Linked DNA regions of Mus musculus: all the other regions are linked to region 3. The links are chromatin contacts, called in public promoter capture Hi-C maps. All regions are on one chromosome and are shown on one strand. The core of a region is the stretch at or near the end of the contact, and the rest is flanking DNA. Distances in the headings are between cores, read along the strand shown. Region 1 holds the start of Fermt2 (fermitin family member 2). Region 2 holds the start of Ero1a (endoplasmic reticulum oxidoreductase 1 alpha). Region 3 holds the start of Mapk1ip1l (mitogen-activated protein kinase 1 interacting protein 1-like). Region 4 holds the start of Tmem260 (transmembrane protein 260). Region 5 holds the start of Gnpnat1 (glucosamine-phosphate N-acetyltransferase 1). Region 6 holds the start of Ap5m1 (adaptor-related protein complex 5, mu 1 subunit).

Region 1 (3,674 bases), core at 524-3,023, 1.8 Mb after region 3:
TCTATATAGCCCTGGCTGTCCTGGAACTCACTTTGTAGACCAGGCTGGCCTCGAACTCTGAAATCCGCCTGCCTCTGCCTACTGAGTGCTGGGATTAAAGGCGGGTGCCACCACGCCCGGCTATGAGTGCGTTCTTGATTTTACAGAGGCACGTACAGTTTTCTACAGATTTTTGTTTGCTTGCCTTTTTGAGACAGAGTCTCTCTAATAGCCCAGGCTGTCGTGGAACTAACTAGGTAGGACAGGCTGGCCTTGAACTCAGAAAGACCTGCCTGCCTCTGCCTCCTGGGCGCTAGGATTAAAGACATGCTCCACTATGCCTGGTCTGTACAGATTTTTTTTAACCCAAGCAACTAATTCTCTACATTATTAAAAATATTCTCCTATGTATTTTCCAACAACATAATTTCATCAACACTGTTTCCACCCTGAACAACATTGCTTCTAAGTAAACCACCCACAACGTCTCAGAGTAGAAATAACTGGAGAGAGGCAAGCTTGGAGAAGTGCATCAGTTTCTCCATGATGACTGGCTAGTGTTAGCAGAGTGGTTTCCCTTTTTTTTTTTTTTCCACTCCCAAACCTCTGGCATTTGACTCGAGTTTTCCTGCTTTCACTCCCTTACGGGTGTCCACCCCTTTCTGCAGGCTGTGCTTTTTTCTTTTGCTGTTGTGTTGATGAACAAAGGGTTATTTGCGCGGTAGGCTCCCCTTTGAAGTGTCTAGGGCAGTTCACGAAGTCCAAGACACTTTTTAAAAACCAAGATCCTTTACAGTATCTTATCGGACTCTCCTGGACTTAAATAAATTGCTAGAAGAGGCAACCCCTGGCTTGCTGATTCTGAACAGTTCCCTTCAACAGAGTGTAATAGTTAATGGGAACGTGGAAGTGGGCCTTCGGGGACCTTTCTTCGTCACTAGTCAAAGTCTTTAACAGCTCAACATCAGTTCAAAACTACTTAAATGTCTTGGAAGTGTGTGGGAGGGTAAGGAAGAGAATGTGCGTGCATTCAAAATACTGAGTCCTCTAAGTTGCGGAGGAAAAGTCCCAAGTACGCGCCAACAGTTGGCGTGGGTGGAGAAGGGGTCTCGGGGAAACCACTGCCCTCCTGGGGTGGGGTGGGGAGGTCCCCCTTTTCCAGCCGGAGCGCATGAGCCAAGCTTTTGCGTCTGGCAGGCACTTGGGTTCCAGGGGTTAATAATGCTCGCCGACTCTCATGAGTCCAGCAGGAGCCGCAGATTGGTGCGGAACCCTGCTTGCCAGGCAACTTTTGTGGCTCACCGCCCCTCTGTGTCCTTTCTCCTACTTTTGTGGGATGTTCAAGGCAGACATCGTAAAGTTTCTGCATCCCAACTTCTCTTCCTAGCTCCCCGGCGCGGTGCCTTCGCGCCCGGGTTCCCCGCACACGTCCCGGGGCCTGGGAACTTCCCGAGGCAGCTTCTCACGCATGAACCCCGGGGACCCCGCTGCAGGCGCCGCCTCAGCCCCGCGAGCCCCCGCCCCCCACCCCAGCTCCGCAGCCGAGAGCCCGGATGTTGGATTCCATCCCTGCGCCTGGTCCTTCATTTCCATAAAAGGGCAGCGCTCCGCAGGGCCGAGATTGCGGCCGCCGCCTCCCCCCGCAGCGCTCCCCCGAGGCGCGCACCGCCCCGGCCCCACCAGAGCGCGCGCCGCCTCCTCTCCCCCGCGGGAGCGCGGTCAGAGAAGAGCCAGAGAGGAGGGGGCGGAGGCCGGCTGCGGGCGGTGCTGCGGGGCGGGGGCCGGGGCGGGGAGAGGGGGTGGGGCGGGGGCCGCGGTGCCGGGACTCCATTAGCAGCGGCGCGAGGCTTCGCTTTCCTCCCGAGCAGCGACGCGGGTGCCGCCAGCCTCGCCTGTTGCCTCGGGAGCCCGGCGGGAGGAGCGCGGTGAGGGGCGCAGCGGAGGACGGGGCGCGGGGAGGACGCCGCGGGAGGAGCGGAGCGCGCGCCGGCGCGGCGCGGTCTCCCCGGCCGGGTGGGGAGGCGCGGGGCGGTCCGGGCGCAGCGGCGGCGGCGGCAGGTGAAGGCGCCCAAGTCCGCTAGGCGGGCGCGGCGGGCGGAGGCCACGGTCTGGGTGCCGAGTCGCCCGCGCTCGCGCCCTTGGTTGTGCGCGCGTAGCCGCAGCTCCTCCGCCTTCTCCCTCGCAGCGGCCGGCGCCGCGGACTCGGTGGGGTTTGTCTTCCTTTGGGGGAGTGACGCTGACGAGAGCCATTTCCTCCGCGCTCGCAGGAAGGGAGCCATGGCTCTGGACGGGATAAGGATGCCAGATGGCTGCTACGCGGACGGGACGTGGGAACTGAGCGTCCATGTCACGGACCTGAACCGTGATGTCACTCTGAGAGTGACCGGGGAGGTGCACATCGGAGGGGTGATGCTGAAGTTGGTGGAAAAACTCGGTGAGTAGCACCCCGATGCCTCCAATAAAGACTTCCCAGAATGAGAGGAGGGGGTGGGGAGGGAAGACGGCGGGGGGAGGGGTAGAATTGGGAGATCCTAGCTCCTGGCGTGTGCTGCGCTTAAAATGCGAAATTTGTTAACGTTAGGGCGCATAGACGTGCTCCCCTCTGCGTCCTGCTTGTTATTTTGATTTTTACATAAGGTAGTGAGTGATTCGAACCTACCAAATGCTTAACTGCGGATTCCCGGGACGACTTGTTGAAAGTAACGAGGAGAGAGAGTATGCAGGTGAAAGTTGTGAATGTGGTATTACGGGTCTGTAGGTGTTCCCACCTCTTATCCTCATGGAACCTGGATGTTGATGGTGGTGTTTATTGGGGAGAGTGTACAGTCAGCCCGGTCTGGAGAATGTGCACTGGTGTTGGTCGGTATGAAGTTTCAGTAGCTGTACTACGTGATGGAGTGCCCTGAAATGTTCCACTCGTCCGCTCTTGCGAGGGGTGGGGCAGTGCTTGACAAACTTGGTATCTGTATTCTGAGTTGGAAGTAAGCTATCAGGAGCATTAAGAAGCCAACGAAAGAACTTATTTTTTATTTTTTGTTTTTTTTTTGTGTGTGTGTGTGTGTGTTTTGTTTTTTTAAAGCAGACACTAAACTGAGTTGAAGATGACAGTATTTGAGTGCACATAGATACTGCATTGATTCGGACTTGATTGTAAGGAAGGGCTATCACCCAGGATATTCGAGAAAACTGCACTCCACATTTTGTGATAAGGCAAACCATTTTTCACCTGGCAGATTGACCAGACTAGATAAGATGGGTGATTTTATCCGGAGAGCGTTTATCAGAGCAGCAGCTTTCTGGCCTGTAAAATGCTTGCTGCTTTGTATAATGAAGTGATAAGGTGTTTTGTGTGGGGATGTCTTTTGTGGCAGGGTTAGTTGGTTTTAATCAGCATTCATGTCTCAGGCCATCCTGGAAAAGTAATGAATATTCGTTTCTCAGAAAAAGTATTTCTTACCAAAGGGGAGGGGGAACTGCATATTTACCATATAACGTAAATGAAATAGAAGTTTGATATAATTTGGGAATTAGACTGAATTCATTTATTAGGTGACTCTGCTTTATGCCCCTGGAGGGAACTTTATTGTTGGAGGACTAAAGAGGAGTTAATTGCAGGGGGCCCTTCTTAGTACTGTCCATTGATTGACTCCCAGAGATAGCCCAAGAACGAGCCCCCAAGGGGCCCTTTAAGAATT
Region 2 (3,842 bases), core at 237-2,736, 2.0 Mb after region 3:
GGTTTATATACCGTGTACTTGGAAGCTACTAATAGACTGAAGATACTAATAGACTTATTTTTTTAAACATTCTTGTAAGAAAAAGTCAAGCTGGTGAGGTGATGGATATATTAGTGTGATTGAGTCTTCCTACAATGTACATATGGATTGAAAACATATCTTACACACAATTATTAGTGAACTAAAAATAAGACTGGAAGACTGGTTGTGGTGGCAACAGGTGTTTAATCTCAGGTCTAGGGAGGCAGAGGTGAATTGATTTCTGCCTGTTCGAGGCCAGCGTGGTCCACAGTGTAAGTTCCAGACCAGTCAGGAATACACAGTGAGACCCTTCATCAAAATAAAAATGCACTACCCCAAGCTAAACGAGACAACGAAGCCAAGAAAACTGACGACATTGTCAGTTTTATGGAGCCGATGCACCTGTGTACTTCCAAGGCCAAGCTCGGCATTGCAAAGTGAATTGAATGGAAACTTGCTTTTAATCTGGAACAGTGTGAAAAGAACACCAGCAAAAACACCTGTAACAGAGACACTATGATCTGGTTCTAGAAAAGGTAAGTATGAGCTGGAATATAGCTATCGTGAAGACAATATTAGCTTATAAGGCCATATTATCTTACTCTGTGTACAGTGCATGCTATAGATAACAGGCTAAGCAAGGCTTCTCACTGCCTGACTCCAGTTCTTAGCAACAGCTTTCCCCATTTCCACTTATGAAACGAGAGATTGAATAGTCTTTACCACATTGCTCTCTAGCTTGTGAAATATGCCTAATTCGCATAAAATACAGCAAAAAAGGAGTCAATTTTTTATGAACAAATCGGGACTACACATTGAGCTAATATCTTCTCTATGCTAGTTTAATAAAAACATGTTTTTATTATTATATTTAAACATTTATTTATAAAATAGAGCCTAACTCTATAGGGCAGGAAGTATGTAGCTCAAGCTGTCTTTGACATTGAGCAATCCTCTTGCCACAGTCTCTGGAGTGTTGGATTATAGGTGTAAGCCGCGGTGCACAGCCCTTTGGAAACCAATTTCACCTGTTCCCTTTGTAGGATGTAGGAAGGGAAAAACTAGAAAGCCACTGAATCGTGTGTACGGCCGTGCTCCCCGAGATGAACTCCAACATCCTTTTAAAAGGCTTAGGCAGCCAGAGCACGGCGGACACGTAACCCAGGCTCGGGATTTCCTAGTGTTGAGAAAGGATGGGCTGGCTGGCGTGAGCTCCGGGGCGGGGCGGGCAGGACGGCGCAGGCCCCGGGCAGTGTGGCTCGGGGGATACCCCGACCCCGGAAGGACCGCGTCTTTGCGCCGGACGAGCTGCAGGCCAGGTGTACCGGAGGCGGGTGCGTGAGCGGGGCGCGCAGGAAGGCGGCCGCCCGAGGCTCGCGTGGACAGAGGCGCGCGCCGCTGCACGTCCGCAGGGGAGGCGGGAGCGCGGAGGGCGCAGGGCGGAGCGCGGGGCGGGGCCGGCGCAGGCTACTTCAGCGGGCGCGCGGCCTGCGCCGGGGAGCCAAGCACGGCGGCGCGGGTAGAGGGCGGTGGGCGGCGAGCGGCGATGGGCCGCGCCTGGGGCTTGCTCGTTGGACTCCTGGGCGTCGTGTGGCTGCTGCGCTTGGGCCACGGCGAGGAGCGGCGGCCGGAGACAGCGGCACAGCGCTGCTTCTGCCAGGTGAGGCGCGCGGGCGGCCCAGGGGCTGCGCATCTCCGGGCGCCGGCGATCCTGATGCGCGGCCCGCACCGCGTTCCCGATCGCCCCGGGACGGGGCACCCTTCGATGGGCGTGGGCGCCTGGCCAGCTTGTCACACTGCTTCCTTGCATCCTGCCTTGGCTGCTCCGTGTCCACAGGACCGGGGGTTCTGAATGGACCCGGCACCTGGGCACCTCGTGCGAGCGGTGCCGGGGACGTCCCCAGCCTTTCTGTTCCCGATATGGACTCTTGGGGAGACTAGTTGTTCTTTAGGTCTTGTCGTTGTCAAGAGGTTGAATGACCTTGAGGGGCTCTTTGGGTGGCCTGATCTAACTGCCTGGTGTCTTTGCGGCTGTTGTTGTCCTGTGACTTCTCGGCCTGTGTATGGTGCACCTTGCCCCTGAAGCTTATTCTCGTATACTGACACTTCCTTTGCGGAATCCGAGGTAGGCCCTAGCTCTTCTGTATTCAAGTTTGATTATGAGCTGTGATTATTTACTTCTGTAGGAGATGTGGGTTCCGTGAGCAAAACATTCAAAGAATTTTATTTTCTTAGTGTAGCCTGTAAATTTTGTATGAGGCCGTTTAGGCTAGGCGCATTGAAATAACTGTGAATTTCATTTTGCTGTCTTAAGGAAATGCTAACAGCTTGGAAATACCCAGAAGTATCATATTCAGTCGATGTGCTAGTCTCTTAGTGCTTTCTTGTAAAGCCTGGAAGAACTCTCGAATATTAGCGGTTCCCCAGACTTTCTTCTGTTTAAAAGTGTATTAGATCATTTTATTACTGAGATACTTAATATGTAAATTGTATTGTTAAACAGACGTTCACGACCACACCTGGCGCTGGCCAGCACCCTTTCCCCCTCGACTTGTTCATTACTGTTCTTTACGATGTTTAAAATACAGGTTTGTTTTGTGGGTATGTATATTGTACCTGTGAATGTACGCATTGTAGGGGGTGCTTTTAGTCCACAGCTTGCAGGAACCTCTCCCCAACCACCACATGGGACACCGGGATCCACCTCGGGTCCTCAGGCAAATGACCAAGCATTGGCTTTCTTATAGCCCTATAAGCAGTGGCTCTTCTTATAGCCACCTTTTTGGTGGACTTCGATTTCTGAAATTACATCTATAAAAAAATGGAGGGATAGACAGCCAGGTCACTCGTGGGTCTTATTATTTGTGATCAGAAATACGTGTATGCTGCATATGATACTGTAAGATAAGCACTCGAGTGTCAGGAAGAAGGGGTGTTATCTGTTTCATCGCTTTAAACTTTTGGATTTTATTGTTTTGTTGAGTAATTTTGGAGCAGAAGTGAGTTGTTAGAAGTCCAGAAAAAGGCCATTTTTCTATTGATTACAAATTTAAGGTAAACAGTTTCAACATCTAAACACTTGAGATAGGAAGCTTTTAACTAGAGTGTTGAGAAAAGATACTAGGAGTTACACTTTCAAGTATGTTCTCTGGGTAATGGTATTCAAATACTGTTTGACTCTTCAACTTTGTTATACAACCAATCTTTTTGGATATTTACTTAAAATTGAGGAACTTTTAATTATTTTTGCATTTTCCCTTGGTTAGTAATAAGGGGTTTTTTTTGGTTTTTTTTTTTTTAGCTGTTGTCAAAATATCTTCAGATCAATCGATCCATCTATCTGTCAGTCTGTCTGTCTATCTGCCTATCTTTAGCCATTTTTAACATAGCCCTGGCTGTTCTGGAAATCACTGTGTAGTCTAGGCTGTCCTTGCCCTGACAGAGGTTTCACTGCCTCTGCCTCCTAAGTACTGTGATTAGAAGCAAGGGTCACCAGCCCAGCTCTTATTTGTTTTTTGGATTTATTTATTTTTATTTAATGTGTATTTGCCTGCATGTCTGCACCCCACATCCGTGAAGTGTCTGAGTAGGCCAGAAGAGGTTGTTGGATCCCACGGAACTATAGCGTGGGCCACCATGTGGGTGCTGGGAATAGAGCTCAGGTCCTGTGGAAGAGCAGTACTTGCTCTTACATACTGAGCTCTCTTCAGTCCGCAATAACCTCAGAGTTTCGAAACAGGGATTCTCACTCTGTAGGTCAAGGTGGCCTCCAACTTACAGAGCTCCTCCTCTGCCTCCAGAGAGCTTGGTTTAAAGGTGTG
Region 3 (3,713 bases), core at 753-3,252:
AGAGTGCTAAATAGCTTTACAGCTTACTTGACTGAGTCAACCTCAGTTTCTTCATGAAGTTAGAATGGGCTGTCATGCTATACAGGAACTAAACAGGACTTCATCTGACCCAGTGACTAAAACTGGAAAATAGCAACAAATGTCCAATTCTCTCTTCCTGCCATTCTTAACATTTTAAAAACTATACACGGGGTTGTTCACTTCCATGGAGGTTCCCCAGAAGGCTAGAAGTGCTTAATGTCCTGGAGTTATACGTGGCTGTGAATGCTGGGACAGAACTCCAGTCCCCTGCGAGAATAGTGCATGTGTTCAACCTGAGCCATCTCTCTCCACACTGCAGCCCCATCTTCTCCTTCTCACTTAAACACAGAACAAAAAAGCCACCAGAGTAGACTGCCTGCCTGGCCTATGGTCAAATCCAGTTCTCTGAGTCCCATACATGGCAGTAAATGGGTATTTTCCAGAGATTTGCTGAGGCTTATTATACTAATCTGTAAATAAATCTCTTAAGTCACTGCCTGGCACTGAGCAAAAAACTCAACAAATGTTAGCTTTTACAACCGATACAATATGGCCACAAACCTTTGTCTATTTTCAAAGCAGAGAGCAACTAAAAAAAAAAAAGCAATTTCCTAAGTACTGCACAAACTTATTTGGTGGCAAAAGCTGACCCGACATTATTTATCCATTTCATTTTCCACCCACTCCCCGCTATAGTCTGAATAGTTACAACTGCTGAATTTTTTTCTTTCCTTCCCTAAAGTTTTGGGACTTGAATTTAGGACCTTGTAGCAAGCCGGGCTAGCACTTATCTACAGGCTCACCCTGTGCAAATATTACTAATTAACAGTCCCCGAGTCTAGGGCTCCTCTATAGTTAACAGTCACAGAATCTCAAGATTGCTGAATTCCTAAGGTTCCTGAGCCCAACGCTCAACCTCTGTAGGGAGAATGAAGATGACACCGATTCCTTCTGTAATCAAAAAGAACATTCCAACCTCGGCAGCTGCAGGAAAAAGTTTTTGAAGGGAAGTGTTCTAGAGAGTGGCTCCAATACTCCACGACTAAAAACTGCCCTCCTCCCCACCCAAGGAGCGCCACTAACAAAGACTTCCGAGGGCGACTCCAGCTTCTGAGGGTTTGGCCTCCAAACAGGCCTTTCGCACATGGGGGAGGGGGCAACACGTGTGTGTTTCTGTAGTAGGCTGTTACACATCTACGGTGGGGTCTGGTTTAGATACTTCAACTTTAGGATTCGTGAAAACATTACTTTCAGTTTTCATGGCAGGGAGGAAAAAAAATGGTTCAAGCGTTCTAGCTAGCTCAAAGGAGAACGTCACTCACTCAGCCCATGGCACCTTCTGTCCCCCGTAGTCATTTAAAGAATGGGTAATTACGATCAGCGAGAAGCTTGTCACACAGAATTATCAGGCGCCAGACCTTGCTGTAAGGATTCGGGTCTCCTCCACTGTCGTTTTTATTAGAAATTAGTGGCTGGGATACCGGTGGAGGGGCAAGGGGACGGGGGGGGGGTGTGGGGGACAAACAAGCTGCCCTTTAGGGTTAAGGGAACAAAGGGAATCCGGGATCAACCGGAGCGAACCAGCCCCCAGCCGGTCACGCAGGCGGATGTGGGGGAGGGTCGCCCGCTCCCGCCTAACCCCTCACCCCCCGCCCGCCCCCGCCCAAGCCTGGCATGACGTGGGCGCCCCGGAACCCGACGGGCGCGACATTAGATCCCTCGGTCGCCTGGTTCCCGGGGGACCCTCCCCATCGAAAGCTCTAGAGCCGCCAGGCCCCCCGGGACCCCGCGTCTTCGCATCGTCTCCCGCCAGCCTCGCGCCCCGCCGCAGGCGCCCAAGCGGACTCACCCGGCAGGATCCGAGTCCTAGGCGCGGCACAGTGGCGGCGGTGAGTCCAGAGAGACGGGCAATGGAGACCCGCTGAAGGCCTGATGGACCGAGACGACAGCGACACGGCTCCTCCTGGCACCGGAAAAGGAAGCGGGGAGGCCGACCTGGCCGCCCGTTATTTCCGCCCGCCCCGCCCAGCTTGCACTGCGCCTCCAGCCGGCCGCCCACGAAACTGCAGGCAGGGCCGCGTGGCTCCGGGAGCCTGGGCTGTTTCCCTCTGGGTGGAGCGCGGGAAGGTTTCCCTGCTTCCTGAGTCCAAAAGACCCAAAGGAAACCCCCTGGCCGGTGATGCTCACCGCAACCCAGGGACTGAAAGCGGAGTTTGGATTCTCTGTGTTTAGAGGTTTTTGTAGACAGGCTCCAAGCTGGCTGTCAGTAGTCCTGTTAAAATCGAGGGTAAAGAGATGAGGGAAAAGGGAAGTCTTTCTAAAGGTCTTGCGAATGAAAACTTTTAAAAGCATATGTCTGCAGAGACTGAGTTGTATAAGTTGGAATTTCAGTACTGTGGAAAGATTGGAATGTTGCAGGTCCAGGGGCTAATTACCTTATCTTGGGCTAGTGCTAGCCCTCCAGAATAGCCACCTCTGTGTCAAAACTAATATCTTGTGGCAATAAGATTAAAAACCTTTTAGGTCTATTAACAGGCAACTAGCCTCTGCCAATCCAAAAGCTAAGAATGTCATCGGATAATGTCTTAGATGTATAGAAAAGCTTCCTCTATCTTGATGTACCCTCCAATGTATCCATCCACCAGTGTGTTTTAAACTTTGCCTTGATTTATAGCGTTCTCTGTTCTGTAAAACTAAAAACCTCGTGATACTGGTTCCATGTTGGGACATGGAATTTGAGGTAACCTAAATTTGTGTTTTGGTGCCATCATCATTCAAAAATGGGTCCAGAATAAGCTATCTCTGATTCCCTTTAAGTTTTAAATTAAGAATAGTGGCCTCAACCTGTGGTTTATGAACCCTTTGGGCGTCGACTCTTTCATAGGGGTCGAATATCAGATATTTACATTATTTATAACAGTAGCAAAAATACAGTTATGAAGTAGCCATGAACTAATTTTCTGGTTGGGGGTTACCACAACATGAGGAATGGTATTAAAGAGTCACAGTATTAGGAAGGTTGATAAGCCACTGCTGTAAGATGAGAGGTGTTGGGTTTTTGAGACTGGCCTCTGTTTCTGGGAGACTCAAAACTGACATACCAGAAAGCAAAATCTAAATCTACATACAGATTTTCAGCCGGTCGTGGTGGCGCACACCTTTAATCCCAGCACTTGAGAGGCAGAGGCAGACAGATTTCTGAGTTTGAGGCCAGCTTGGTCTACAAAGTGAGTTCCAGGACAGCCAGGGATACACAGAGAAACCCTGTCTCGAAAACAAACAAAACAAAAAAATTTTTTTCATTTTTTTTTTTCCTTCCCAGACTTCTGATGTATGTCAGGTCCCAAAGAAACCCTAGACAAGTAAGTGGCCTCCCCAGCACTTCTCACCCCACCCGCTACAGTAAACCTATCTAACCTCTAACCTCTATGACTTCATTTCCACTGAGTGTTCTCCTAATCTGGTTTCTCTTGTCAGGTCTCTTTATCTCCAACCCCCCCACCCTACCCCACCCCACCCCACCCCACCCTTATTCCCCACCCGCCACGACCCTGTTCAGTCTGACTCTTCCAGTTGCCACTGGCTGTTCTCTCCCTCATATCTACAGTAAAACCTCTCTTCTCAACCATACCAAAAAGTGGTCATGTCCTCACTTTCATTCCAAGGTAGGAAAGCTTAAAAAACCAAACCAC
Region 4 (3,416 bases), core at 685-3,184, 1.1 Mb before region 3:
AGAATTTAAAAAGGCAACAACTTCAAATTTATTTTCACTATGTGTGATGGATGGATAATTTAACAATGCCACCAAACTCTTTCGCATACGCATTAAGAAGACTGTTCCAGCATCAATCTGTAAGTCCTTCTCAGAAGACCCTCACTCACTGTGACTTTGCATGTAGGTTAGCCTTTTCTCATCTACAAAGATATATTACCTACCTTCTAGGACAGCTGGGAGGGTAAAACTCCATAAAAGGCACTTGGAACAATGAGTGCTGTACAGTAAATGCAATGTTATTCTTCTTATCCTGTATTTGTGGCTCAAATAAATTGTTTGATACTTTTTAATGGGTACAGAGCTATGTAACCTCTAAACTCTCCTTTATCAAATCCCTTGCTACCCTAAAACTCCTTCATTTTTTAACATTAATCTTAGGAAATTGGTAACTCCATTCCCAGCTATGCTAATGAAACACCACCCCCACTAAGTGTTCAGTGGAACCGGGAAGAGATGACCTGAAAATGGAGATGGAGGCTTCTCTCCGTGGCAGGCAATCTTGAAGACAGTCCTGGTAATCCCCATCTCAGGGCTTTCTTGCCGTGTAATCCTCTCCCCTTTGAACTGGTCTAGATTTACCGACTCTCTCCAATAAAACAGGGCAGTGGCATATCACTTCCAGGATTAGGTCTCAAAAATGACAGAGGTGACAGAATGCTCTCTTGCTTTTGACAGGAATCAGCTATTTTATGAAGAGAGCCACATGGGATATAGGGCTAGACTTAAGTTTGGAAGTAGATACTCCCTAAACAGGGTCCTGAGAAGTTGCAACCCTGGCCCCCACCTTGTCTTGTGTTAGTGAATCCGGCTAAACTGCACCTAGAGATACTGATCCACAGACAGATGATAAATGCTCCCCCCTGCAGCCACCAAATCCGGGTGAACTTGTCAGGTAGTGAAATTATAAACAGCTCATGGGCTCTTCAGGAAACGGTTTGACTGTTCCATTACAGAACCATTCTGAAAACACGGCTGATTATTATGAGAAATTATTGATCACTTTATCTGGCTGTAAAAACCAAACCAAACCAGGGACTTGTTTCTAGACTCAGATATGTGAAAAGTATGCCCTAGCTTAATCTGTGTGAAACCTGTCTTTCATTTTCACAGGAAGAGGGGTGCTTTCAGTTGCATTCCCTTTTATGAGTTCCCCTCTAAATTTTCTGCATGGCTGGTTCCTTAATATTCAGGTTCTAACTAATACACCTCCAAGGTAGCCTTTCCTGACCTTCTGAGGAATCTACTCATTACCACTCCAACCACATTCTCCCTTAGTGCCTCCGTAACTCACCACTACTTAAAATGTAGTTTATTTAATAACCCGTTGTGTCGTCTCTAAACACAGTAGAACGCTCCATGCTATTTGTTAACTACTGTCAATCTTTTTTTGTCTGTGACACTGTAAGGGCACGACAGGTGATACAGGTAACAACGATCCGGGCAAAGTGGACAGTGGTTAAATTTCATCGGCTGAGCAGCTCGAGAACACAGAGACCAAGATCCAGAACCGGAAAGAGAACTGGTTCTGGAATTCAGAACCGTGCACGGAGCTCCAGCGAGGGGACGCGGGGCCGGGACACCGAGGCGGCGGCACCCGGAGGCAGGGGGGCGGGGAGGAGGGCGGCCTGCGAGTACTTTACCCGAGTCTCCCCCAGGCAGCGAGCGGGGCAGCGTGAGGGTGAACACGGCAGCCACGGAGGCGAACACGGCCACGCTGCCGCGGAGGGCCCCGGAGCGCCACGGCCCCGCTCCGGCTGCCGGGCTCCCGCCGTCGCCATGGAGACCCATGGGCCCGGACGCGCGCAGCTCGCGGACCGTGACCCCTCGCAGCGGTGCGGACCTTCCCTGGCCGAGAGGCGCGCACAGCCCGCGCCGGCTTCCGGTCTAGCAGGGCCGAGCGCACCATACCTTCGCCCGCCAGGTCGGGGAGGAGGAGATGGCGGGCGCACTCCGGCACGGCTTAGGAGTCTTCTGGGGGTCACTGCGCGTGGTACTGTGTCTGCGTCAGTGTGCTTTGAAGTAACGAATCACAAGGGAGCATAATTCCCAACGACATCAATCATGGGCCAGGCCTACTCGCACTATGCAGTCTCTCTCCCCCTTTCCGCACTGACTTGGTCCGTTCCAAAAGAGACGGAAGTGGCGTGGATAACGGTGAGCCAGAAAGCGCTGCTCTGCCCCCTGTGGCGTGGGGTGGAACTGCATAAGAGAGCCCCCTAGAAACCCAACAAGGAAGGGTTCCAACCATGTAGTAAGCCACAAATACATTAATTGCTATTATATTTTTCAGTGGACTCATTGATCGCGGCTATGTATTTATAGAGCCTTGCCTCATTAAAATTAATGTAAATCCATATGCTAATTATTAATTCACTAATTTTAAGATATTAAAATGTGCTAATTAGCCTTTTTTTAACATGAGAACTCAGTAGGTGAGTTGAAATACTTGAGTTAACAAAATTAACTCTTCATGATAAGAGTGTCTCCTACTTAAATGAAGAAGAATGATTTTTGTTTTTTTGTTTTTTTTGCTCTAAAAGTGGAAAATGAAATCAAGAGCCCACATAAATAATGCAAATGGAATGTAGAAAGAGATGGGAGCTACTAGACAATACACAGCACACTGCTGAGAATTGAATCTAGGGCCTCATGCAGGCTAGGCTAGTAAACATTTTAAGCTTGCAGTTTGCATTATTTTAGCAATTATTCAGTCTGGGAAGGGAGCGGGCAACCTCCTTAGAATCTGTGTCAGAATACACGGGAAATGGGCAACATTCACAAATGTGCTATTTGCAGTCTGACAGGAACACTGTGTCCAGGCTGTGAAGTTGATAGGCAGTAATTGTGCCCACCTATCTTAGTCTTTTCCTGGTGTTTATAAAATGCTTTATCATCTGAGCTCCTGGGACACAGGGGTTGGGCAGTGTACTTTCCTTATTGCATGAGAAAACACTATGACCAGTGAAACTTATAGAAGAAGCAGTTTATTTGGGAGAGATTTTCATGGCTGGGAGACATGGTAGCAAGTTCTCCATTGACGTCCATTGAGGAAAATGCTTTTCTTGGTAGCAAGAGATCATGAGAAATACACCTTTCAACTAGACAGCTTGTCCAGGATTATCTTGTATGTATGTGTGTTCATATGTGACAATGTGTGTGTGTGGTGGGGAGGGGAGTTGTCCAAGTCTGTACATGTAGAGACCAGAGGTCAATTTTGGATGTCTTCAACTATAGCTGCCCACCTTGGGTTTTTTTGTTGTTGTTGTTGTTAGTGGTGGTGGTGTTTTTGTTTTTTGTTTTTGACTTGGTTTTGTTTCATTTGGGTTCTTTGTTTTGTTTGTTTGTTTGTTTGTTTGTTTTTTGATAAATTGATT
Region 5 (3,374 bases), core at 818-3,317, 1.9 Mb after region 3:
CCATATAAATTCAGAATACAGTTCACATGTATTGTGCTGCCCTGAGTGAAAGGAGAGACAGGGGATTGTAAAAGACGTAGCGGTGCTCACTAACTATGCCCTGTTCCAGTTAGCTAGCAGTTTTAGGCAAGGCTGTGTTTACTAATTGGCCAGTCATTGTGAGTGGAACATCAGCCTGAGTTAATCGGTAAAGGTCTACCTGTGATTTTCTAGTCTCTTTTCATTAAAGATATGATTTATTTCAGAGTATAGTATTTTTGTGACAGGGTGGTCTGGGCCCCTATGAGATTGCATCGAGTAATTACGCTGCCATTTCTGAGTAAGACATGCAGTTAACTAACAGGTTTTGTTGCACTGGAATTTGGGTAGATGTTCCTCATTTCACCATACTGTAGTTTATTCCTTCTACACACACATACATGTACACAAACTAGCATCTTAAGCACATATTACAGGCCAGGATACATGTTGAATGTTTTATTTGTATTGCTTTATTAGACCGTCACAGTGTCAGATTAGGTACCAGATACCACCAAAGATTAGGAAGCTGTGTCACAAATGTTCAAAGCCACAAGTAAAATGGAAGCACAGCAAAGGAAATTCACATAATCCGAAGACATTTCTACCAAGCTGTTAACATAATGTTAATTCTACAGGCGAAGCCATGGGGACACATGACTTTTTATTCTGTATTTCTCTGATGCTGCAAGTTTTAAAATAAGCAAAATAATGTAGTAAGACATTAAAAAACAAATATTTTGGCTGGCGGGATGGCTCAGTGGGTAAGAGCACCCGACTGCTCTTCCAAAGGTCCAGAGTTCAAATCCCAGCAACCACATGGTGGCTCACAACCATCTGTAACAAGAACTGACTCCCTCTTCTGGTGTGTCTGAGGACAGCTACAGTGTACTTACATATAATAAATAAATCTTTAAAAAAAACAAATATTTTAATGAGTTCAGAGATGGAAGTGGTATACGTCTTGGTATATTCAAGACATTTCTTCCTCCTCCCCTATCTATCTATCTATCTATCTATCTATCTATCTATCTATCTATCTAGTGACAGCATTTCTCTACATATTCGGGGCTGTATTTGATCTAATTGTGTAGAACTGTCTTGAACTCACAGAGATGCACAAAGCCTCTGGTCTCTAGTGCTGGAATTAAAGGCATGCACCAAGTACTACACACACACACACACACACACACACACACACTCGCTGTGTGTGTGTGTGTGTGAATGTATGTATGTATGTATGTATATCTCCAAATCTCTGCTTCCTCACTTGTCAGATGACACTAAATGACACTTAAGAGAGAGACACTGGAGGTAGGAACCTTCCCAGGACTGAGATTACAGAACAAGCACAGTATTTGCTGTATACTGTAAGATGCTTTCAGGGCCCTGGCCTCTACCCCACTCTTCACTGCCTGGAGAACGTAGCCACTTCTTGCCCAGAGTAAGCTGAAATGTTCCGGGTGTCATAGGAAGCAAAGGGCTGCAGTGGAAAGCTCAAGAGAGCTCAAGGGTGAGTGGTTCCAGCTCAGTTTCTAGAAGACAGAAGCCCAGCCTTGTCTCAGACATTTGACAATCAGGAGATGTAATCACCAGTCCTGTTAATGGACTGCATGCAAGTGAGGGAGGGGGACGATGGGACTGACAGGGTAGGAGCCTTAGGGCTCGGAGAATGAAAGGAACCCACACCGGTCATCGCGGTAGGCTGCTTATACTCCTATGGCTTTATTTTCAGATAAGGTGTGAGAGCGACGGTGGTACTCTCGTGCAGTGAGCGAAAGGCAAGTCTGGAAGGTAAACTGATGACGCAAGCTTTGCCCCTGGTCTTTGCCCCACGCCCCGCCCCGCCCCGCCCCGCCTCGCCTCCGGAGCCCAGGAGTGGTGTGCGTGGCCGTGCCTCCGCGTGCGCAGCGGTGCGTGAGGGCGGGGCAGGGCAGAGGCGTTGGTCCGGCCACGTTTGGCCTGGCGGTTCCGGCTGCGGCGCGTGGGGGCGCACGGGGGGCGGGGCTGGAGCTGCAGCCGGATCCGGATGCGGCGGCGCTTTGACCCGCAGGGAGACTGACGCGCCGGGACTGGAGCGTGGTCCGCTCCAGTGCGGTGAGGCGGCCTGGGGCTGGGACGCGAGGGCTGGCGGGCTTGGGACCGCAGAGGCTGAGACGCCCTGCCCGGGAGCCGGGCGGCAAAGCTTGATGCCCGGCAGTCTGGCCGGGCAGGGTCTTGGAGGGCCTAGGAGTGTCCGTGGCGTGGGAATGGGGGACGGTCCTCACCTTTTCTGCCGCCGTCCCTATGAAAGGGCGCGAACCCTCGGTTCCCTTTTACGGGTGTAGCGGTCAGAGCCGCTGAAGACAAGCACCGGCTCTGAAGAGCCCCAGCTGCGCAGACTGTATGAAACCTGGGGTGGGGGAACCTAGAACTTGAACCTCTAGAAACACCAACTGTGTGGTTTCTATTATGTGTTAGAGCTAATGTTTATGTAAGGCAAGCATAAAATTTGTTCCTGTAAAAAAATAAATGGGGGTTTGTTTGGGATTAATTAATCCAAGAGTAGGTCTCAGGAAATGGATTCATTAAGGTAGGAATTGTATGATTCAAACAGATTCCATGATGCAAAGATTGTCATCTGTTGACTTTCCTGCAGTAATGCTCTATGGGAAAATGAGAGGATCCTCATTCCAGGCCACTCATTTGTTGATGAGTGTTAACTAACCTTAGGGCTAGTCTTGGAAACTCGGTGCTCCCAACTGTGCAACTAGACTTGGGGCTAATCAGATCGTGTAGATTAAGTACACTAACGGGAAAGACTTCTTGCTTCATGAAATACTACCTTTCATGAAGATACTCGGAGCTGTCTACTTATCTGTCTGTCTACCTGTAACCTATCACAGCGAGTTTGATTTGGCTGCAGATCATGTTTAGAAATGTGTGAATCCTGGTCTTCAATCTTCCTACTTGTTGCTCCGCTGTTTTTCAGGAAGCAGCCGCTCCCCATCTATATCCAGACTCATTCAGAGGCTGGGAAACCAAACTTGAAGTTGGGTGTATGTCTTTTGTCTTCTCACTTGTGGCCATGTGGCAATCTTTTTTTCTACATGACTTTCTGAAATGTGATTTCTAGATAATACCTTACGTCATTCATTATTCATTGACTAGAGGTTCACTGGACTAGGGCTTAGGCAATACTCAAGCATTGTAAACAAATGCTAATTTAGAAGTTAAACCCTACTGGGTAGAGGGGGAGGGGCTTTTAGTTAGAGTTTACAACCAAACTTAGAGAGGAAGTTAGGTGGTGACCTTTAAGTGCTACAGAATGAAGGCTTCTTGTAGTTTTGTTTTGATAAAACAGCCTGTGTAGCAGG
Region 6 (3,473 bases), core at 230-2,729, 1.8 Mb before region 3:
AAGGAATGTAAATAAAGAAAACCATAGATTCATACAGTTCAAGTATCTAGAGCTGCATTATCCAGTATGGTAGACACCAGGTACATGTGTTACTGAAATGTAAGCAAAACTAACAACTAATGGGGGTCATGGTTGTTGCATTCCTTTAATTCTAGTATTTGGAAACCAGAAGCAGGAGGGTATCTATGAGTTTGTGGCTAGCTTGGTCTACACAGTGAATTCTGGGTAAGCCAGTGGTACACAGTGAGGCTCTGTCTCAAAACCACAGCAACAAAAACCTAATAACTGAGTTCCTCAGTTACACCATTCAAATGCTTTCTGGTTTACATTCGAAGAGATTTAAAATTGGTCACCTTTCTACCATACATTGCTGCTTTCCAAGAACACACATCTACTCATTAACACAGAGGCTTCTTAGAAATAATGCCAAGAGACAGGTAACAACTTCAAGAACTGACAGATGGGATCTCCTGAAATCAAAACAGTTCTGCAAAGCAAATAAAACTACAAGCAAAGTGGCGAGACAGCCTATAGACTGGGGGGAACTTAGCCAGCTATACTTTATATCGGGGTTAATATCTAATATAAAGAACTGCAGAGTCCTCTCCATAGAATTATCTTGGTAAGATATGGCAAATTCTAAAGGTGGGACCAAACCACTTATGCCACCTGGATAAAAAGGTGACTGTAATTTAATTTTTCACACTTCTATTTTGCTCACCCACTAGAAGCTGCAAACTATAACGTTCTTTAAGCAATCATTTTTGTACCAAACTTAAACAGATGGAATTAATTTTAAAGATACATTAGTATAGCCGGGTGTCGTGGCCCACACCTGTAATCCCAGCACTCTGGAGGTATCTGTAAATTCAAGGCCAGCCTGGTCTACGTATCAAGTTCTAGGACAGCCAGGTATACATGAATCCTGTCTCAAATATATAAATAAATAAAGATACAATAGCAGTAATACTAGAAAACATGTAGCATCATGTAACAAGCAACTCATTCCTTACAACAAAGTGAGATAAACGTAGAAAGCCTAAATTGCCCAAGGGCACCCTGCTAGCTGCTCCTGGGACAGCTGAGACTCAGCGCACCACAAAAACTCCTGCTTAGATTCATCCTTGGACCCATCATGCCTGAGGATCCAGACTTGCAATTACCTGGAGAATCTGACGGTGCCTCCAAGTGGAGTTCCTGGTTCGTGACGTATGAGCCACACTGCCCGCAGGGCCATGGTTAAGCCTCCCAAGTATCAGAGCGATGTAGAAACTAAGGTCGCCATCCAGCCAAAGTAGACCCCGCCTTCTAGATGGGCTGTACCAGGCAACGTCCGGGTTCTCCCTGAGCCGCAAGAGCTCACTGGAGATGCTCGCTCTTCCGGGTGAGGTGACTCAAGTCTCCCGGTCCCTTCAAGAGATTAAAACACTCCTCAGAAGGTCTTAAGAACCTACACCCGGAATCTCAAGGGACTGGAATACTCTTCTCGCCCACTTCCGGGACGGCGGCCCGCGAGGCTCAAGACGCGTCACCCTGTCGCAAACGAGCGCCTCCGCGGCCCGCTCGCCGCTCGCTCCTTTCGCCCGCCCCGCGAAGTCGGCCGGGCGCGCGCAGCCCCACTTCCGGCGTGCGAGGCGGTGACAATGGGAGCGGCGCGGGCGGCGCCGGGAGGCAGCTGACAGGCGTCTGCGGCTCCGCTTCATGGCTGCTCTCCCTCTCTGCCTTCGCTGTGTGAGGACCGGGGCAGCCAGCAGCGGTGCGCAGCCCGGGCCGGAGGCGGTAGGCCGAGCTGGGACTGGTGAGCGGCGCCGCTGAGGCGCAGCATGTGAAGCGGAGACGGCCTCGAGCGCGGGGCGAGCCTCTCAGCCGGCCGGCATGGCCACGACGGCCGAGCTCTTCGAGGTGGGTCCCGGGGCTCGGCGGGCGGCGGCGGCGGCGGCGGGGGAGGGGCGGGTGGCGGCGGGACGCTGGGCCGGCTCGGGTGGCAGGGCGGCCAGACGTCCCGGAGACCGGACGGGCAGTGGGCAGGGCTGACTCCGGAGCCCAGGGCCGGCGAGCCGGGTCTTGCTGTGCGGATCCTCGCGACGGTGCTACAGGGGGCATCTGAATGGAGACTCTGGGGGGCTCCTCGGTGCCGAGGTTCCGACAAGCTCAGAAGCGGCCCTGGGGTGCCTGCCGTCTTACCTTACAGTCGAAAAGGCTGGGAGGATTCTTTTAAGGACAATAAAGGCCTACTTAGCCTCAGCACGGAAGGGAAGCGACACATCTTACTGCATTTAATTGCTGTGGAACCCTCCGACTGCTAGTTAAAGGATCCTTGGGCTGTGAGAAGCTGTGGGAGCGTTCAGGTGCATTTTCTTGAGTGTTTCAATATTTAAACTTGACAGTTGGATTTTGTGGCGTGTCAGTGTCAGAAGCGGTGAGGTTTGAGATAATGGAATGGGGTTACAAGACAATGAAACAGTATCTTCTTGTGTGGAAAAAAATAGAAGTAGTCATATGAAGAAAAATGAGGAATACACCTTCTCCCCCGCTGGGGCGTGATTACTCCATAGCAGCAGAAGTGTAAGTTGTAGAGAACACTGCAGTTCACAGTTAAGAATGTCACCATAGGTGAAAATTGTATCCATTGAGCATCAGCGTGTTCTGTGGCGTGAATTTTAAATGCCATTGTTTCCATTAAAAAAAAAATCTAACTTTTCAGTTACTTTTTTTTGTTACTGAACGTTGACTTGCAGTCATTCCTAGCATAGATACTGCATTTGTTTAGAGAAATAGCATGCCTAAATTGTAAGTTGTAATGAAAGTGATTTGAGTAAAAGTTATAATTACACCTAGGAAAAATTTATTGCTGTTCCTCAGATGTAAATGTCTGGAGATATTATAACATTTGCTTCACCAGTCATAAAATTCTGCTCATTTACTGTGTATCCTTGGTCAAGATACTAGGTAATTCTGTAATTACTTGTTTCAATTTTTATATCTTACAGGCTTTGGGATCTTTAAATAATACTTTCATGACGAGCTACTTATTAACAGAAAAACAGTATATTATCCTACTGTTATAGTGAATTCTCTTTAACATCCACAATTTCCTCTTGGATGGAAAATTATATTTTCTTCTTTAGACGTATACCAAGATGTCTTCAGTAACTTATTCGAAAATGTGTTTTCTTTCTCAGGGATGAAGAAAGTGGGGGTGGGGGGAAGGGGTGAAGAAATTTGTATTTTGTTCTCTAAGTCTTGTCATTTAGTGGAGTTGTTAAAGTTGTTTAGCTTAGTGACAGCAGTTCTGTAGGAGAGAAACCCAATGATGATACAGTAATCGGAAGATTCGTAGAACACACAGGCATATTGATAGGTCTCATAACTGGAGTGATCCCAACTCTGTCATTTGTAGTTGTTGTTTCATCAAAATCAGAAACATAATAATAGTTACAATGAAGTAGTGCCAGTTATGCATAATTAAGTCT

Evidence for each region. Promoter capture Hi-C pulls out the DNA fragments that hold promoters and counts their contacts. Capture Hi-C pulls out chosen DNA fragments and counts their contacts.
Region 1: a contact with region 3 is called in a promoter capture Hi-C map of liver, with 7 times the contacts expected there. The contact joins the promoter of Fermt2 here to the promoter of Mapk1ip1l in region 3. A contact is called at or near these places in 4 of 39 promoter capture datasets (cranial neural crest, hippocampal neurons and liver) and 1 of 115 datasets of contacts at active chromatin or transcription factors (astrocytes).
Region 2: a contact with region 3 is called in a promoter capture Hi-C map of liver, with 4 times the contacts expected there. The contact joins the promoter of Ero1a here to the promoter of Mapk1ip1l in region 3. A contact is called at or near these places in 11 of 39 promoter capture datasets (the C10 cell line, the HPC-7 cell line, cranial neural crest and 7 more), 3 of 115 datasets of contacts at active chromatin or transcription factors (astrocytes, large pre-B cells and stem cell-derived neural progenitor cells) and 1 of 9 other capture datasets (adipose tissue).
Region 4: a contact with region 3 is called in a promoter capture Hi-C map of pre-B cells, with 4 times the contacts expected there. The contact joins the promoter of Tmem260 here to the promoter of Mapk1ip1l in region 3. A contact is called at or near these places in 4 of 39 promoter capture datasets (embryonic stem cells, hippocampal neurons, liver and 1 more) and 1 of 484 Hi-C or Micro-C datasets (CD4 T cells).
Region 5: a contact with region 3 is called in a promoter capture Hi-C map of pre-B cells, with 7 times the contacts expected there. The contact joins the promoter of Gnpnat1 here to the promoter of Mapk1ip1l in region 3. A contact is called at or near these places in 3 of 39 promoter capture datasets (cranial neural crest, liver and pre-B cells) and 3 of 9 other capture datasets (adipose tissue, embryonic stem cells and liver).
Region 6: a promoter capture Hi-C map of liver shows a contact between it and region 3, with 2.6 times the contacts expected there. The contact joins the promoter of Ap5m1 here to the promoter of Mapk1ip1l in region 3. A contact is called at or near these places in 2 of 39 promoter capture datasets (hippocampal neurons and pre-B cells), 1 of 115 datasets of contacts at active chromatin or transcription factors (astrocytes) and 2 of 9 other capture datasets (adipose tissue and liver).

The regions. Positions count from the first base shown.
Region 1 is chr14:45,528,164-45,531,837 of GRCm38.p6, reverse strand. It overlaps Fermt2 (fermitin family member 2), which reads left to right and starts at 1,773. Exons shown (of 15, transcript NM_146054.3): 1 at 1,773-1,904; 2 at 2,247-2,413. The coding sequence starts at 2,257. It overlaps Gm46452 (a long non-coding RNA gene), which reads right to left and starts at 1,616. Exons shown (of 3, transcript XR_001781252.2): 1 at 1,282-1,616.
Region 2 is chr14:45,316,216-45,320,057 of GRCm38.p6, reverse strand. Ero1a (endoplasmic reticulum oxidoreductase 1 alpha) reads left to right here and starts at 1,486. Exons shown (of 16, transcript NM_015774.3): 1 at 1,486-1,681. The coding sequence starts at 1,568.
Region 3 is chr14:47,296,563-47,300,275 of GRCm38.p6, reverse strand. It overlaps Mapk1ip1l (mitogen-activated protein kinase 1 interacting protein 1-like), which reads right to left and starts at 2,002. Exons shown (of 4, transcript NM_178684.6): 1 at 1,871-2,002. Gm35078 reads right to left here. Exons shown (of 2, transcript XM_006519856.4): 1 at 3,653-3,713; 2 at 1,871-2,293. The coding sequence starts at 3,666. The coding sequence ends at 1,888.
Region 4 is chr14:48,444,870-48,448,285 of GRCm38.p6, reverse strand. Tmem260 (transmembrane protein 260) reads right to left here and starts at 1,934. Exons shown (of 16, transcript NM_172600.4): 1 at 1,683-1,934. The coding sequence starts at 1,830.
Region 5 is chr14:45,387,489-45,390,862 of GRCm38.p6, reverse strand. Gnpnat1 (glucosamine-phosphate N-acetyltransferase 1) reads left to right here and starts at 2,067. Exons shown (of 6, transcript NM_019425.2): 1 at 2,067-2,115.
Region 6 is chr14:49,064,555-49,068,027 of GRCm38.p6, reverse strand. It overlaps Ap5m1 (adaptor-related protein complex 5, mu 1 subunit), which reads right to left and starts at 1,479. Exons shown (of 8, transcript NM_144535.5): 1 at 1,164-1,479. The coding sequence starts at 1,237. Exoc5 (exocyst complex component 5) reads left to right here and starts at 1,361. Exons shown (of 18, transcript NM_207214.3): 1 at 1,361-1,902. The coding sequence starts at 1,876.